2 separate regions of the Triticum aestivum genome follow, and region 2 is linked to region 1. The links are chromatin contacts, called in public Hi-C maps. All regions are on one chromosome and are shown on one strand. The core of a region is the stretch at or near the end of the contact, and the rest is flanking DNA. Distances in the headings are between cores, read along the strand shown. Region 1 has its middle 75 kb from the start of LOC123064614. Region 2 has its middle 19 kb from the start of LOC123064614.

Evidence for each region. A called contact is a pair of places that touch in the nucleus more often than the background predicts.
Region 2: a contact with region 1 is called in a Hi-C map of leaf, with 4 times the contacts expected there. The contact joins two enhancer-like sites. A contact is called at or near these places in 3 of 5 Hi-C or Micro-C datasets (all in leaf).

The regions. Positions count from the first base shown.
Region 1 is chr3B:41,271,931-41,275,678 of IWGSC CS RefSeq v2.1, reverse strand. No RefSeq gene overlaps it. Among protein-coding and RNA genes, the nearest start is that of LOC123064614, 75 kb to the left of the region's middle. Within about 2 kb of position 1,383, at least 3 of the 8 cell types and tissues checked have an H3K27ac peak or open chromatin away from gene starts, as enhancers often do. A contact at or near this core is called in leaf, where this site is marked.
Region 2 is chr3B:41,327,689-41,331,289 of IWGSC CS RefSeq v2.1, reverse strand. No RefSeq gene overlaps it. Among protein-coding and RNA genes, the nearest start is that of LOC123064614, 19 kb to the left of the region's middle. Within about 2 kb of position 2,114, at least 2 of the 8 cell types and tissues checked have an H3K27ac peak or open chromatin away from gene starts, as enhancers often do. A contact at or near this core is called in leaf, where this site is marked.

The DNA of each region.
Region 1 (3,748 bases), core at 134-2,633:
GGTTCAGCAAGACAGGCTATCGATAGGTCAACTGGACGTGACGTGCCCAGAGCATGAAAACACGATTGGGTGTTGGTTCAGGATGATGGAGCGAGCGGGTATACTCAGGAAGTCGAGCTAACGAGTGCTCGCGATTTTGGCGCAGCAACTTGCACCGTTAACCGCCCGCCCGGGATCGATCGGGAGTGCAGTTCGCGGGAGTCGCGGATGGGCCAACAACCAGCGTTCGTTCGTGCGCGCAGCGGAAGGGAAAGAGCAACGTCGCGTCCAACGCCCGAGCACGACCGCGACGTCCGTTGCGTTTGATCTGCGCGCACCGTGGTTGCGTCGCGCGGGCCGGTCAAGAGGGATACCGGCCTAGCGGGGCGGGGTGCGTGCCTGGCTGCCGGCGTACGTCGTCGGCTCTAGGGGCGGGCGCGTGGCAACTTCTTCCTGCTCCAGCTAATTATCCTTCGTTAGGGCCTTGGCAATCACAGTAAATCAATAAAAAAATTCACAGTCTCAAACGACTCGGTTTATCAGATTGTCCCGATGGATTCGGAATAATAATTTCACTCAGGAGGCAACAAGGAAGACCGACCGCGGTACACTGCGAGCTCTACTGCCGCGGCGTGTGCTTTTCTCGGCCTGGGCCTGCTGACGGCCGAGCAGTTTTCCATGGCCGCGTCACGCCCTGCGTACGATGCCTGCAGAGAGTGGACGACGACCAGGGGTGCTTTTGATGCCTATCTGGTTTCGTTTTTTTCTCGGCCGTGACCATTTGGAGCACGCAACGCAATGACGCAACCGCCAGAGCTGATGCATGCATGCAACGACGACGGGCTGACTCACCTCCGTCCTGTTGCCGCGTCAATGGTTAATACACAACTCGCCCGACCGTACATCAAGTTGCCGTCTACGGGGCGCATGAAAGGCGAAAGCACACACGCAAGGCCACTTGCATAACTAATGTATAACAAGCGTATACATACGTATGCGCGCACGCACGCACGCACGGAAATACGCACGGAGGCCAATGCAACCCATCCCCATCCACGCACCTAATCATATATACAAGAAAAACGGGAAAAGGAACACATATGACACACAAATATCACTCAACTATACCCGCCATTTCTTCTACACCGGTACCATTATTTTACCATGTATATGGACGAAAAAAAGCATAAGCATCAGCATGCATGAGTATCAGTATATGGAGTTGGCTGGAGTGCTCGTGGCCACTGTTGAGCTAAAGCGTCACGCTCAGGGTGCAGTTGAGCATGTCACTTTTATTTCTTGCCCGAGAGCTACGTAGTACGAATACGATCCACTTGTTATACTGTAAAAACCGCCCGAGTGACCCAATTATTAGGGGCTCCAACAAATATCCAATACAAAAGCGACAAGCACTACGGCCACCCGCACAATCCAGCCCCGTTCCCATCGGTTGCAATCACAACGTGGTGTCGTACGTGCCTCAAGTTTCAACAATGGCGACCGGGGCCTTTTTCTTTTATAAAAAAACAACAGACTGGGCAATAGGCCAAGTTGAAGACCAAATGCACGCACCGACCGATCGTAGTAGGAGGCAGTTTCGGAGCAATCCACGGGGATTCGACGGACGATTACAAGAAAGAAGATGATGAGACCGGCGAAAGGGGCTTGGTCTCAAGTCAAGCGTGCATGCACTACCGTTGGATCGCTGTCGATCGAATGGTCCCGACAGCCCGCGAGCACGTACGTACGTCTTAGGTGCCAGGTCGGTCAAAAGTCGCTGCCCGCCAACCAGGAAAGTTTTTTTTGAGAAATTCTTCATCCAAATTACGAATCAGTACAAAGTAGTTGACTCTTACAAGCACACTGAAACGCAAACACAAAGGACCATGAACACCTAGAGTACCCTAAGACAACCATAACACAAGAAGAACTCCGGAGCCCTGTGTCATCATCCCTGAATCTTGAGAGAAGACCCCTGCAGCAGAAGAATCTGCAACCAGTCGCAAACAGGTCATCATCTTCGACCACGATATAATTGCCGCCACACTGCTTCCTCCTTTCTTGACACCATCGCTGAGAGGGCATGGACATCAATCCAACACACCTGCAACAGTCGTCGCCATCTTTGGCTTTAAGTACCGCGAAAAGTGTCCCTTCCGAAAGGAAGAGAACTCGAGTCATCCGACCGGTCCAGCACCACGGCCGGGCCATCTGCCCGGACAAAGCAGGATCTCCCACCAGCATCAGCGCAGAGGAAGGAGAAGAACAGCAGCAACAAATCATACCAATAAGGAAGAAGAAAGGTCTTCGTCTCCCTGCATCCATCGCCCATCTGAGGATCCAAACGGCCAGTGCGCGCCAATGGACCTCCAACCACCATAGCCCGCGACCTCGACAAGATCCGGGGATCCCCAACACCGCTGGCTCCTAGACGAAGGCAAAAGCCTCGCCTGACCGTGAACGAAGCCCGGAGAAACTTATTCCGACGCGACACCACCGCAACGGCCTCGGCAGCGTCTCCCTCAACCCTAACCCTACCACACGCCCACCTAAAGAACAGACCCGGGGTTCCCCCTCCCTCCCGCCGCCGGAGCGGCCGACGAAGAGAGAGGGAACCGGCGGCGTCACCGGTGGCGCGCAAGGGATCCCGGTCGCCTCCTCCAATCGCCTGATGCGATCCTGGCGGAACGGCGTTCCCTGGTTGAAAACAGTTCTTTTTTTCCTGCCAACCAGGAAAGTTGGTTCGTACGTGTATGGATCGGTGGCTAGAGCTAGCGAGCTGGTCCTCATCCTACGGCGGAGAAAGAAAGAGAGACCCGGCAAACGGATCTCGATGGCGTGGCGACAAGGACGTGCCAACAGCTTCCTAGTTCCACTTAAGCTAGCTCCGGCCTCGTCTCTCTCTCTCTCTAGAGAGAGAGAGATCTTTCACTCCCGTCGTCAGCCAATCTGCGATTGCAACACCTGAGTCGCAGGTTCCACAAAATTGGTTGGCTGGTTCCAGCATTCTCGGCCTGCCAACGCATATGCCGCGCCCCCGTCGCAGCTCTTCCCGTCGCCGGTTGTAGCACGCCACACCGACGGTTCCACCAAAAATGGTGGGTGGCTCCAGCACCGACGTAGCAACGCGCCCTGGTAGCCTTCTGCTTCATCGTCGGCCAGGCCCGATGGAAAACTGATTTGCTATCTTGCATTTATCGTGTTGATTTGGCATTTTTCTCATGTTTTTGAGTTATTTGTCATAGGATGTTACTTTCTTTCATAGATCTGGATTTAGTCCTTTATACATATCACTCAAAGCCATTTTATCTTGAGTTACATCTTTCTCTCTCAGTGATTATGTTTCGGACCCACGCCCCCCTCTATTCGATCTCATCCACTCTATGCTTCTCTGTTCCTAACCTAAGCGCGCCCCACTGTTCCGACACTTACAGCATCTACACGCGCACCTTAAACCCTCCTCAAACGTCTGCGCGCGTCACCTGGTCGCTGGCCGGTCATGAAATTTTGACCCAGTAGGGCATCTTAAATGGCCCTCAAACGCTGGACTGATCGGCACTCTCATACCCAGTTCAAATATGGGGCGGATATGGGGTGTCCGGGTGCGTTTGTCGCTCCAGACCCAGCCGATCCGATCCCACATATATTCCTCTGCATTCGCTCGCCGAACCAAACCCTAGCCACTCCCCTCCGTTACCCAAACTCGTCTCTAGCATGGCGGGCAGCAGATTCAAATCGTTCACCTCCAGATTCGTCGACCCCGAGATCG
Region 2 (3,601 bases), core at 865-3,364, 55 kb before region 1:
CCTCCCCGCCGCCACACGCGCGCACGCGCATGAGGCACCACATCCAGCCACCTCGCGCCAGCCGGAGAGTTGCCCCGCCGCCGCCGTCCCCGGATCCAGGCGAGCTTTGCCAGCCGGAGCCTCTGGCGGTGGCGAGACGATGGAGGGGCTAGGGTGCAGAGGCGGCGGCGCTAGGTTTTTCGCCCCCGAGTCGCCAGGGAGGACGACGGGGGGGGGGGGGGGGGGGGAGAGGGGGGAACGCGAAAACGACTGCTCGTCGTTTCTTCTACGCCTAGTGTTTCGTTACAACTCTATGACGACAAAATGAAGCGTACGCGTCAGTATGGGTTTGGAGTGCTCGTGGACACTTCTCAGCTAAAACGTCACACTCAGGGTGCTGCTGAGCTTGTCACTTTTGTTTTCGACGGAGAGCTACCATGCCGACCGCTTTTGATACCGTAAAAAACTGCCCAAATGACCCAATTATGAGGCGCCCAGCGGAAAAGCGACCAGTGCTACGAACACCCACACAGTAGCAATCACAACGTGGCGCCCGAAGTTTCAACAATGGTGACCGGTAAGAGAAACTCTAGCAGACTCCGCATCCCGCCGACCCGCATAACTCATTTGCAGTTTGCGCAAAATAATTTTTGGGGGCCGGCGCGGGTTGGCGCAGATGCAGACCCTGCATAATGAACCCGTAAAAAAGCATATTCGCGGAATATACTTTTTTACGGGTCGGCTTATGCGGGTTATGATCAGGCGCAGCTTGTCCCGGCCCGTAAAACTTAGATTGATCTATCATAATGCATTTATTTGCTTTTGCAACAACATTAGATACAAAATATATCACCAAATCTTGGCTAGAATAGTAAATCCAAAGAAAACAAGAACCACAAGAATGCATTTCAGAAGATTTCCAACTTCCATAACTGCTCCCACTAGTTGTAGCAATATCTTCTCCATGCACTCATTGTTGATCTGTGGATTCTTGATCTTGTTTTGTTCATTCTTGATGCTTTCTTCATTCTTCATCTTTGATTTTGAAGAAGTCGACGTTGCTTCCTCTTTAGTTGCACATGCATCTGCATCATTGCCTTCGATTGTACTAAGGAGTGCACTAACATCTATTAAGTTTCTTTCTACCTACAAATCAATGTATTGGCCTTCCCAAAACCAAAATGAGCATCCATCGTCCTACACAAAAGATTGAGCAATCTCGGAGTGAGCTACGGTATTTGAACTTAAGAATGAGCTATGAGCTACCGCAAGTGCACGTACCCCATCGTTTTCGCATTTGTAGAACACCCATCTGGGGTGCTTCCGCGTGCCCGAAGTGAGCCGCAGCACTTGGCGTGGGCAGTCGTCGCACTGTATGAGCGACATCGGCAGGCCACAAAGACGCTGCGCGAGCACCGAGCACGGTGGACGGCCGGACGAGTCCATGCCCACAAACCTTCGGCAACGGCGGGCGGACGAACCCGCGCCTGCATGTGGCGATGCGCCCTTGCCTGGGCTGCGGGAGAGGCTCGCCGACCACTCCATCGCCTGGGGCAGTAACCGGCGGCAGGAAAAAAGCCAAATCCAACTGCCGGCGATGAAGCCGCAGATCTGCAAATCCGGCGGTCCGTCGATGCAGGGAGGAAGGGAAGGGAGGCCTCGTGCGCGTGGAGGCCTTCCAGCGTGCTCCTGCCGGCTGCTCTCACCGGAATCTTGGGCGACGACCGGCGGCGGCGCGAGGGGGGAGGAGGGGTGGTTGGTGGGGGAGAAAGCGCGGGATGAAATGTCCCCCCCACCAACCGCTTCCGCTCATATGTAGGGCACGCAGCCGCGCGCGGGGGTGGGGGGGTAGGGGGGGCGTTTTCCCTGGTTGGGGCGGGGAATTTGCCGCGCCCCGCAAAAATTTTTGCAGGCCGAGGCAAGATGCGGGTTCTGATCGGGATGCATTTTCGGCCCCGACCCACATTTTGACGGTTATTTTAGGGGTCGGGGCGGGATGCGGGGTCTACTAGAATTGCTCTAATAGCCTAATGGGAATAGTACGCGCAACACAGTGGTCAAGTCCAAAGACCAGCATGCATGCATGTGATCCATCGGCCAACCGACCGGGCAGTTTCGGAGCGAGCATGCGCGGCCGTTGGATCGCTATCGCTGTCGATTGAATGGTCCCGACAGACCGCGAGCACGTACGTCTACCGGTCTACGTGCCTCGGTCAAAAGTCGCTGCTCTCTAAACATGAAAGTTCGTGTTCGTACGCACGTGTATGGATCGGTTGCTAGGCCTCATCTACGATGGACAAAGAGAGACACATCAAGGCAAATGGTCTGGCGACGAGGACGTGGCACCTGCTTCCCAATTCCACATAAGCACCTCGTCTCTGCTCTCTTGACTCGGGAATCACTGGCCGGCCGATTGACTCGATGGAGAAAATTACTTATCGTGCATATGCTGAGACATTGGAGTTGTGTGAGAACATTGGCGTGGCCTCGTGTAGTGTTTGCTTATCCAAGAGTGGACATGAGACGGAAGAAACGAATGTGTGTCGACATGCATGTGCATGGTCGAATTGGATTGCGGGTGACCCGTCAGTCTATCAGGCTAAGGGGCATGGAGCTGGAGCAACGGATTGGATTGAGAAAAATGGGCGGCTCCCACCGCTCTCCTTGTCCAGCAGGCATAGCTAAGCCCTTAGCTGAATGTTTATTTTAAGAAATATAGATATATGCGAACATAAAAAGATTGGCAAAGCTTTGCATTCTCATGATCAAAACACCTGCTTTGTGTGTGATCAAAACACCGAGCAACACCGAGCAAGGAGTAAGACAACAGTAGTTTCATTGCAATTATTGTTTCTTCTGATGAGATATATACCATGCATATTATAGTTCTGTATGCACTGCGCCATGCATTATAGGATTGGTTGCCCCACGGCACAGCAGTAGACCTGCTATCAATCACTAGTTAATTACTACTACCTCCATCCTGATTTATTGGTCCTATTATATTTTGTGTCAAATTTTCATCATAAATCTAACTAAAAAAATTTCATGCATGTTATTAAAAATTATATCATTGAAAACTATGTTCAAATATCATCCAACGATATAATTCTTGTTGACATGCATTAACATTTTAATTGTTAAATATTTGATCAAATTTTAGCACAAATTATAAAAGGGACCAGCAAACCAGGACGGAGGTAGTAGTGGGTACGACGACGATGACATGGAGTGGATTAGTTTATTTTCATATGGAATCATGAGAGGCATATGTGCATGCATACCTTCTCGTCGCCCTCACCCCCCACCGGTCGCGCAAGCTCATACTGTCATACATATACTCCATAATATGGACTGTTGCAAAGCTTGGAGCATTTTCCATAATCTGGCGGCTTCTCTATGTCGACGAAAGAGACCGCTGTTTTGGATGCTCGATCAGGACAATGACAACCTAACCGGGACATGAATGACCGAAGCTTTAATAAACAAACAGTGGTTATCTAGCTATCCTGTGAACTCCATAAATCACGCTTGACTAGAGTATTATCTGCCCTGAAGGCGCTCCTGTAGCTGTAGCGTCCTGGATGAGGTACGTAGAGAAGAACAGATTGTGAGTTGTTTA